2 separate regions of the Callithrix jacchus genome follow, and region 1 is linked to region 2. A link is a contact called in public Hi-C data. All regions are on one chromosome and are shown on one strand. Each heading gives the region's core, a stretch centred on a gene start, on an enhancer-like site or on the middle of the called end of the contact. The rest is flanking DNA. Distances are from core to core; before and after follow the strand shown. Region 1 holds the start of KLHL30 (kelch like family member 30). Region 2 holds the start of RAMP1 (receptor activity modifying protein 1).

Region 1 (4,884 bases), core at 2,307-4,806, 310 kb before region 2:
TGCAGCAGCTCCCATTCCCATGGTGCTCCGAGGTGCCAGGCCACGTGCCAAGCATGCAAAGAAGCTCTCGGCAAAATCACCTGTGCATTCACCACTCAGCCCCACAGCAGTCCTGGAGGGTGGATGTAATCATTGCCCCTTTTACAGCTGGGGAGACGGAGGCACAGAAGGTTTGAGTCACTTGCCCGAGATCACACAGCTAGGAAGTGGTGGAGCTGGAGTTGGAACTCAGAGCTCCGCTTGGGGGCCCAGGCTCATCCCTGCAGTCCACATGGCCTGGTGGAGGCTGCTCAACAGAAATGGCCAAAGGCAGGCAGTGTTCTGGAGGGTTTCACAACACCACGCTTACACGGCTGAAGTCAGCAAGGCTGCGTCCAGGCCCATGTCACTGTGTGCATGTGGCTTGTGTCCTTCTGGTATTGCACCCTAAGGCAACCATCCCTAGGAGAGATCACGTCTACGCACAAGCCTTCATCTCAGTCACCCCAGGGTGAAAGTCTGCACAGCGGAGAGGCTGTTCGCCCGCTAGGGGGCGCCTTGCAGAGCTGTACTGGCAGGATTGGCGGCCGCGCGTCCACGGGGACAAAATGCTTGGGAATGCCAGTGGCATGGAAATGACAAAGCTCAGCTGGAGAACTAGGAGGCCAAGAGCCTGGCCGGGGCGGCCACGGTGCAGGTGCAGGTAGTGGGAGCTGAACGACCCGGCCTCCTGACCCCAGTGCTACGTCTCGACCCCAGAGCGGGGAAGCCCCTGGGAGTGCGCTGGGCTTCGCTGACCAGCCCCAGCTCTTGCACACAGGGCGGCTCAGGCGGCTGGAGGCCCCACACCCCAGCAGCCCGGCCAGTACACAACTTACCCACCCAACACTGCATGCATGGGGCCCTGCCTGGTCCCCACCAAGGGAGTGCTGGAGCTGGAGAAGGCGGCTCTGCCCTCCCTGGGCCTCAGGGAGATGAGCTGGGGCCTGAGTAGGCGACTGGCTGTCCCTGGGCCACCGCCTGCAGGCCTCACATTCCTGTCATTGTTGTGCTGTCTTGGGCCAGCTGCTGCCCTGGCCAAGGCCGGCATGTGTGAGTGCCCCCACTTTCCCTGGGGGCTCACAGGAGCCTGCTGACACCCCTGAGTTCCTTCCTGGACCCGGGGCTTCCTGAGGGTCTCAGTGCCTCACCCTGGTTCCTGCCCATCCCCGGAGTGAGGAAGCCAAGTGGGCAGGACAGCAAACGGCCTTAGCCCAGCCAAGCTGGCGACTGTGGCCAAGTGGTCCTGGCTGCCATTGAGGGGTGGCCCGGCCTCCCTCCCATTGCTCCAGCTGAGACAGAGGGAAACCTGTCTCCTGAGCCCCCACACTGAGGAGCCTGGCTTGGCCACTGGCAGGGCTAGGGGGTGTCTCCAAAGCACCCCGCTGTGATCCTGGCCTCCTGGGCCTAACCCACCCTCCCTACTGCTCCCTGCTGAGTAGCCCCCCCCGCCCCCCACCCTCTCTGCTGTCCCCTGTTCCACAGATCCCTGGATCCTACCTCTCAGCCTGGACCTCGAAGCTGAGAACACAGACCTGAGAGCAGGACTGCCCAGCCGGCAGCCAGGGAACACAGAGGCCTACAGGGCGGGGCAGGGCTGGGCTGGTGGCCACGCTGGGACAGGAGGGTATTTTTAGCCTCTGTTTGCAGGGCGGGGGGAGGGTCAGGCAGTGAGGGCTGGGCGGGTGGGGGAAGGAGCGAGACGCCGGCTCCTCAGTGACTGTCAGCTCAGAAAGCCCACTGAGGCCTTCGAGGGAACATGGCCTCGGAGAGACTTCAGGAAGGGCTCCAGGGCAAGGACGGGTGGAAGCTGTGGCCGCTGGGCTGACTAGTGGGGGCAGGGTGCAGCTTCCCCACCTGTTTCCTCATCTGCAAGGTGGGAACAGTGGAGCCCATGGTGGGGGACCGGGGTCCCAGAGAGCCTCAGCCCAGGGCCACGACACCGACAGGTGCTGCCTTCACTGTTGATGCTGACGGCACCTATGTGTCCTCTTGCTCTTTTGCCACAAGGGAAAATTCGATTATCCTGAATAAGGGCACTTTGGCCCGCAGAGGCTTTCCAAGCTTGGGGTCCATGGTGGTGATGCAGACACTTTGCCCAGAGAGGGGAGGAGGCACCCTCAGATTCGGGGAGATCCTGGGGCTCCTTCCCCCTGCTACCCCATGGCCTTGGCCTTGGGGCTGCCCAGGACACCTAAGCAACAGGGTCATCTACCACTACATCAGCAGGCTCCCAGCCTCCCGTCCAGCACTTGGTTCGTGGAGGTCGCAGGGGGAGTGCCTCACACCTGGGGGACCTGGCTCAGAACCGCAGGCCCTGAACAAGGTCAGGTGGGTTGAGTTGGGGAATGAGGGGCCACGGGACACAGTGGTCAGAGCAGAGCTTCGTGGTTGAGGGGCTTCAGGTGCACAGGAGAGAAGCCCTCAGCCCTCTACCCATTGGCCACGTGGCCTGACCAGTATGACCATTTCCAGCTGTGCTGCAACCTAGAGGAGCTGAGGCTGTGCCCTCTTGATGCTGCTAGGAATTGTCCTAACGCTCTTACACACCAGAGAGACCCAGGCGGCCCCCAGGGAGACAGAACCGCACTCTTGGGAGAGTTAGGGAATTTCTCAAGGACGTTGAGGTGCCTGCCCTGACCTCCGGGGTCCTGGACACAGGGCATGTGTTCTGTGAGCGTAGCAGCTGGGCTTGCTACCCGCTGAGGACTTGGTTGTGGCTTGGAAGCCATAGTCCCTGCTCCTGAGATGCATGCAGCCTATGGAGCAGAAGGTCACCACACAAATTACTGCCAGGTCTGCCAGGTGCTCCCAGTGTTACCTTCCAGAGAAGTTCCCTGAGTCCATGCCTCCTCTACAGCCCAGCGTGGCCCCCGCTCCTGCTCTTTCCCCTGCTCCTGTCACATACTGACCCGGGACTTTTCCCCAGCCTTGGGTGTCAGCCTCACGTTGGGGGGGCGGGAAGACCCCAACTCTCGCTGTGTCCAGGACCACCATGGGACAGGCGCTGGAGTGTCGGGTTTCCCCACTGTCCCCGCTGTATGCAGACAGAACATGCAGGGTTAATGCAGTCCCAGCTGGGGCTGGAGGAAATGAGGACAGGGGTTCTGATGACAGGCTCCTGTCACGGGGAGCTGGCTCTGCTCGGGGAACAGCACTGCTTGCCAAGTGTGGAGTCCTCACAGCCGCCGCCGTGGGGCCCAGAGCCCCAGCACCTCAGATGACAGGTCAGTTTGGGAAACTTGACACCAGGGGCGCAAAACGAATCCTCATCGACAGATTACTGCTGAGTGGTGCAGCTTTTTAAAAATACACTGCTAGTTTCTTTATGAGGATAGACATAACATAATTCCTTTTGGAAAACAGAAAAATAAAAAGCAGAAATCACCAGTAAAAGACCATTTGCCATTAACATGCTCCCAACTCTTACCTGTTGTCAAAATGAGCATGCCTGCGTGCGGTCAGTGCCCTTTCCTCACATGTGGTTATATTGTATTTCTGATGTGATCAGCACTTGAAGATAAGATTTTCAACCTCGGCTGGGCACAGTGGCTCAAGCCTGTAATCCCAGCACTTTGGGAGGCTGAGGCACATGGATCGCCTGAGGTCAGGAGTTCAAGACCAGCCTGGCCAATGTAGTGAAACCCCCGTCTCTATGACAAATACAAAAATTAGCCAGGTACACGCCTATAGTCTCAGCTACTCAGGAGGCTGAGACAGGAAAATCGCTTGAACCCAGGAGCCAGAGGTTGTAGTGAGCCAAGATCGCACCACCGCACTCCAGCCTGGGGGATAGAGCAAGACTCCGACTCAAAGAAGGAAAAAAAAAAAAAAGCGATTTTCAAATCAATAGGATAACATGACACTTTGTGAAGTTGGGAGTGATAACTGGTCACTCCACCTGTTCGTGGACGTTCAAGCTGTTTTCCACTTGGGCCTGTTATAATGAAGGTGGCATCACCTGTGTGATTATTCCTTCGGAATAGATTCTGAGCGTGAAATCGTGAAAATGTGTGAGGCCGGGTGCAGTGGCTCACGCCTGTAATCCCAGCACTTCGGGAGGCCAAGGGTGGGGGTGGATCACTGGAGGTCAGGAGTTAGAGACCAGCCTGGCCAACATGGTGAACCCCTGTCTTTACTAAAAATACAAAAATTAGCTGTCCGTGAATCCCTGTATTCCCAGCTACTCGGGAGGCTGAGGCAGGACAATCGCTTGAACCCAGGAGGGGGAGGTTGCGGTGAGCTGAGATCACGTCACTGCACTCCAGCCTGGGTGACAGAGCGAGACTCCATCTCCAAACAGAAAAAGGAAAAAATGTGTGAGTGCCCCTCTGCTGGGCCCGAACGTTCCGGCTGTGCGGATGGCCCAGTCCGCAGCCAGTCTGCCCAGCCCTCGGGGTGTTACAGCCCTGCACAGCCCCTCCCACTCCATCGGGGCGATGTGGGGCCTGGCTTCCACCAGGCCGTCCTTGTTCCCTTTCACCAGCGCTCTCAGCGCGTCGGACGGCGCCTCCTTCCCTGCGAACCTGCTGCGGTGCCGCTCTATTCACTGTTCACATTTCCTTTTTCTTGGGTCCAAACCACCTTGTTTGAAGGCATCTGGCTCTGTAATGATGACATCTTCGGATCTGAGATGGAAAACCCTCGTTCTCTGCTAGTTACATGTTTTTGTCTGCTGCATTAGCGATCTCGCACCGCGTAAGGAACCGCCCTGAAACCCAAGGTCCTAGAACCGTGCACAAGTGTCGTCTCAGTGTCTCCTCCGGAGCACGTGCTTGCGACCTCGTCTCAGCGTCTCGTTGGGAGCGCGTGCGTGTGTCCTCGTCTCAGCATCTCCTCAGGAGCGCGTGCGTGCGTCCTCGTCTC
Region 2 (5,276 bases), core at 594-3,093:
TTCTTAAACCTGCACACTAGCGTTCTTAAAAAAAAAAAAATTCCACGTTGCCATTCTGGGTAGCAGAATCTTCATCACCAAGGAGATCTGGCTAGTGCTAGAGCCTGTGAAGGAAACAGCCTGTGCTCAGTAATTCCACGAATTACAGCTGGTCTCCAAATGACATTAATTTACCGATAACCTCATAACCTTCCAAGATATAACATTAGCCAGGCCACTCAAAATGATGTTAAAATTACAGGACTTTGGACTTCCAGCAGAACATGAATAGTTTTCTTGGTAAACAAGGAAGGTCTGTATATGTGATCGTGACATAGCGTTTTATTTACACAAGCCTTAGAGGGTGCAGTCTCTGGACACTAGTAAAGAACATTTATTTATTTGGTTATTTATGTGAAAAATATTCCACAGCCCAGCTCTCTGCCTTGCTAACAAAGAAATGTTTGTCTCTTAGGAAACGAAAACAGTGAAGGTCACGTCAAGCCAAATGGATCCGAACACAAGAGGAGGGAAGATTCCGCTGAGATGTGGCTTTCCACTTAACTTCAGCCAAAACACTCGAGTGGCAAGATTCGCTTTCAGATAATATTATGTTGGCCTCGGAGGATTCCATGCCGATCTGCCACTCCTTGGAGAGGTTTACAAACAGGGACCAGAAATCCATGGCTCCCAAGAAGCTCGGGCCCCTCTCCTCGCCGGGCCACGAACTGCTCCCCCAGCTACAGAAACAGCGCTGGCGGTCACTGCTTGCCCAGTGCCAGTGACAGGCCAAGGGGACTTGTGCGGCAGGTGCCTCTGACCAACATCACTGTTTCTGGGAAAAGGCCACATATACTAGAAACAACTGCTCTGGCCTTCCCAGGGGCACTGGGTTTTCTCCCACGCCAGTAATCTATTATTCGGTTTCCGTTGAAAGGTAGCTAAATACACGGAACGCAACAACCAGTGTAGAAGGGGCTTGAGTCAGCATGTTGGGAGCGCACTGCAGATGGGGGCAGTGAGCGGGGCCGTGCCTTGCTGAGTGTGTGGCCAGTTCCTGTGGCCACCGGGTAGTTGATAATCTCCACTCTTCCCGCAGGTGGAAAGCCGAGCGCGTTCCACCACTTCACCAAGGGTCCCGTCCTCTAAATTTCTATTAGCCGGAAGTGCCAAGTTAACAAGCAAACCAAAAGAAAAAAGAAAAAAAAAAAAGCGATGGAAATGCCTCGAGAAGGGAGGGCCTTATTTCTGCAAAAGGCATCATTAGCAAACAAGCGACTGCTCTGTCTGCGAGAGATCAGTGTTGACTCATCTCCAGACGAACGGTCAGTGGCTCCGACTCCCGCACACCGAGTCCTCTGCGAGGCGCCTGCCTGCAGGTTTTGCCACGCGGGACTGCCTAGGGAGGGGAGCCTGCGCTGGCGGTCACCGCGGCGCACAGCCTGGGAAACCGAGGTGCGGGGCTGGGGAACCCCGCGTCCTGTTTCTCTCCCGGAAACAAGTTCTCCGGTGCGCGCAGCTGACGCCCCACGCCTTTCAGAACGCCGGCTCTCCGACTTCCCCAAAGCCGTCCCTTCCGCGGCAAGAGGCGCAACTCCGGTCCGCACCCTCTGATTCCCGGTGCCCTGGGGCCTCCCGCCTGGAACCCGGGCTGCCCAGGTTCAACGGCAGCGGACCGCTGCGCCCTCCCTCTCCTCCCCTCCCCTAGAGGACGCCGGCGGGCCGGGGGAAGAGAGTTCGACCCGGATCCCCGACCCTACTCACCCAGGAGCAGCCAGAGGCAGCGCCGCGGGAGGCGGCACAGGGCCCGGGCCATGGTGCACAGCGGAGCCCAGTCCACCCACCACGCGCCCCGCCGAGGACTGAGCCCGCCGCGGCGCCCGCCCGGAGGAGACGTGCCGGGGGCGGGGGCGGGCGCGGGCGCGGGAGGGGTGGGAGGCGGCGGCCGCGTGGCCCGGCCCACTGTGGCTCCCCAGGTGGGTGCCAGGGCCGGGGGCGCGCGAGGCCGGGAAAACTTTGCAGGGGAGTCGCGCGGGCGTCTCCGGGGGGGACGGCACACTTGGACTTCGAGTGAGGCCTTCTGAAATGTTCTCACTTTTTAAACTAGGGAGGGTCTCCTAGGCGACTCCGAGGGAGCGGCACCTTGGTCTCCACCTGGGCATCTTCCCCTCCTCCTCCTCCGAGGTTCTCCTGCCTGGGGTTTGCTTTGCAAACAGGCTGAGATCTCCCCACCGCGTTTACCTCTCCTCCCAGGTGCAGGCGCTGGGGAGCGTTGGCGTCACCTCCCCCCCGCTTCCCCGCCAGGCGCCTGGGGAAGACCCCTAATAACCCAAGATGGCGCACACTCCCAGGCCCTGGAATGCTGCTCCAGATCTGCAGGATGAGTGGGTGGGAAGAGGCCGGGGGCTGGAGGGAACGGGGCTCTTTGGGGAGATTGAGATGGCCTGGGGGTCTCGCTGTTGATGGGTAGCGAGCGCCTGGCAGGAGGTTTGTGAGGGTCTGGGCAGAGAGTCCTTAGAGACGAGGTTTGCTTTGGGGACCGTCACTCTGGCAGCTGCATGGAGAACTGATGGGGGATCTTGGGTGCATTCCTTTATCTAAAGCGGTGAGAGGAGGGCGCTCTGGAGATGGTCTGGGAAAGCCTGGGGAGGGGTAAGTTCTGGAAGGCACAGGCCTGACCTGGGCTCTAAGGGCATTACTAGTGGCTGGATTTCACCTTGCAGTGGGTTCCTTCTTGCAATAACCTGTTCTGAGAACTCTTAGCAATAGTAAATTTATACTCATGCTAAAGAATGCACCGCCTCTGGAGGGGGACGGATCACCACCCTAGCGTTGTGGCCACAGCTGTCTCTCTTGTGGAAGTTGCAGTCACACGGCACTGCTGAGTGACCAACAGTTCCTCAGCAGTCAGTGGCTGAGCGGCTGCTGCCATCTGCTGTAAGCTCAGAGAAGGGGAGACAGCTGACAGGGAGGCCATCCACCAGCTCTTCTAACACAGGCTAGGAGGGCCCTCGGGGCCAGCATGCCTTCTCCCCCACTGCGCGGGGCCCCAAGAGTTCTGAGAGTGAGGGGTCTGGGTGAGATGGTGGGGGAGGGCACACTCTCTCTTGATTAGCCCCTCTTGAACCCTAGGAGATATACCCCATTAGGTGGCCCGGTCTCCCTACTTTCTTCATTTAACAGACATTTGTGTCCCTACATGCAAGACAGTGTTACATCAACAAGCCCTGCCCTTCAGTTGGTGAATCTAGGGGGTAACCTCTAAAACTCTCAATAGCATAAGTGCCACAATGCGGGAGCCATAGGGAACAAGGGACACTTGCGTAAGCTGCCGTGCAAGTAAGAAGGCAAAGGACTTTGGACACAACGCAGCCCAGGCAGTCCTGAGGGCTGGGTGGAGAGAACACACAAGGGAAGCGCAGGCCGAGCTCGGGCCTGGCAGCCAGAGGCCATGCCAGGTAAGAGCAGCACAGCTGGTGGGGAAGGTGGGTGCCAGCACTGCCCTGGGACAGGTCAGCTGTGCATCCTGCACTAAGTGGTGGCCAGTCACAGTGGGGAGAGGAACCTGAATCTCTACAGCCATCACTCACCTTCCACACCCAGGGCCTCTGGCTTGAGCCACCCTTTCCACTTGTAGCCTGTGGACTTTGGCTACGTGTTCTTTTGGTTGGCAACTGGACTCCTCTTTCATCAGGCTCAGCAGGAGTCTTTCTTCCCAACATTTTTTCTTTGAAGCTTGACTGTAAGGAGGCAAGGCCAGAAGCCCTGCCACTGCTGTTTTCTCAACAGCCCCTAAAGCACACATGTTCCTAAGACAAAGCCTGTTTCTCAAGTTCATATGCTTTAAAATTCACAGTTCTCTGGAGAATGCTGAAGTAAGGCACGCACCTAGGGGCATGTTCTCTCCTGGTCATTTTCCTGTCTGTACCTTGGTTGACTAAGAGATTCCTTAGCAACCACTACCGGGCTTCCTTTCTCCCACAGTCGCAGTCTGATGTGTCTGTGTTTCTAATTGTGGTCATGGGTAGCATGGAAATCATTCGTTTCCCAGGGCACCTCTTCTAGAGGGACGTTTGGTTAAACAATGGAAGAGGTTAGAAAATGGCCAAGTGCTTTACTGCGTCCACAGTAGGGCTAAAGATATGATGAAAGCCTGGTCTGCACTCTAGAGATTCACTATTAACATAAGACTTCTGCTTTCAGCCAAGATGAAGTAACAGGGACTGGACTTATCTTCCCATCTTAAACTAAAAAGCTGGACAAAGTGTATGAAACAGCAGTTGTTGCAGAGGACCACAGGAAGCGCAGGGATCCCTGCGAGCAGGGAAACAAATGAGGTGAGTGCTAGAACTGCTCACTGCCTGGAGTTTCCAGACCACAGTCAGAGAGAGGAAACTCAGTCTGGGGAAGCCAGGCAGTTAATGCAGGCAGGGGGTAGTGCTGGAGAGCAAAGAGCTGCGCAGAGGATGCATCTGAGAGATCACAGAGGGTCCCACTGAGTCTCAGCCCACACGTCTAAGGACACCACCCAAGGGAAAAGAGCCTAAGAGCTCACACCCGCCTGGAAATAGTTCCAGTTCCCACCAACCACAGTGGAAAAACCTTGAAATACACAGAACATCAGAGCATAGTTAGAAGGGTAAGGCCTCTCTGTAGTCAGTAAAGATACAAAGGCCATTCTGGTGCTGCCTAACAAAACTTGAAAGCAACAACAAGAGCAAGTGATTTCCAAGTAACTTAAAAGCAATATGGGAGACAGAGTCACCCATTCAACTGAAAAATAGTAAAAAAAAAAAAAAAAAAAAACAGTAAAAGGAAAAAGCATTAGAGAGCCATGAGGCAACTCTGAGTGGCCCTAATATGGGATTAAGTGGAGCCCTGGTGGAAGGCAGGTGGGAAATATGTGAAGAACTATTATGTGGAACAGTTTCTATGAACCCATGAGCCAAGAACATCCCCAAACTGCAAGCACAAGAATCATCAAGAAAAATACATGAAGGCACATCATAATCAAACTGCCTAAAGCCAGTAATAAAGAGAAAACCTTAAAAGCAGCCAGAGGGGAAAAAACATTATGTATAGCAGGGTCCCACAACGCCACAGGGGTGCCAGTCCGTGGTCTGTTAGGAACCCGGCCTCACAGCAGGTGAGCAGTGGGTGAGCTAGTGAAGCTGAGCTCCACATCCTGTCAGATCATAGGAGTGTGAACTCTGTCATGAACTATCATGCAAGGGATCTAGGTTGCGCTCCTTGTGAGGATGATCTGACGGGAAACCGTTTCATCCCTAAACCATTCC

The links. Hi-C and Micro-C count contacts between places; a contact is called where the count stands out from the background.
Region 1: a Hi-C map of skeletal muscle shows a contact between it and region 2, with 4 times the contacts expected there. The contact joins the promoter of KLHL30 here to the promoter of RAMP1 in region 2. A contact is called at or near these places in 2 of 3 Hi-C or Micro-C datasets (induced pluripotent stem cells and skeletal muscle).

Annotation. Positions count from the first base shown.
Region 1 is chr6:159,467,105-159,471,988 of calJac240_pri, reverse strand. It overlaps KLHL30 (kelch like family member 30), which reads right to left and starts at 3,556. Exons shown (of 8, transcript XM_035306206.3): 1 at 3,449-3,556.
Region 2 is chr6:159,152,812-159,158,087 of calJac240_pri, reverse strand. RAMP1 (receptor activity modifying protein 1) reads right to left here and starts at 1,843. Exons shown (of 3, transcript XM_002749964.6): 1 at 1,744-1,843. The coding sequence starts at 1,795.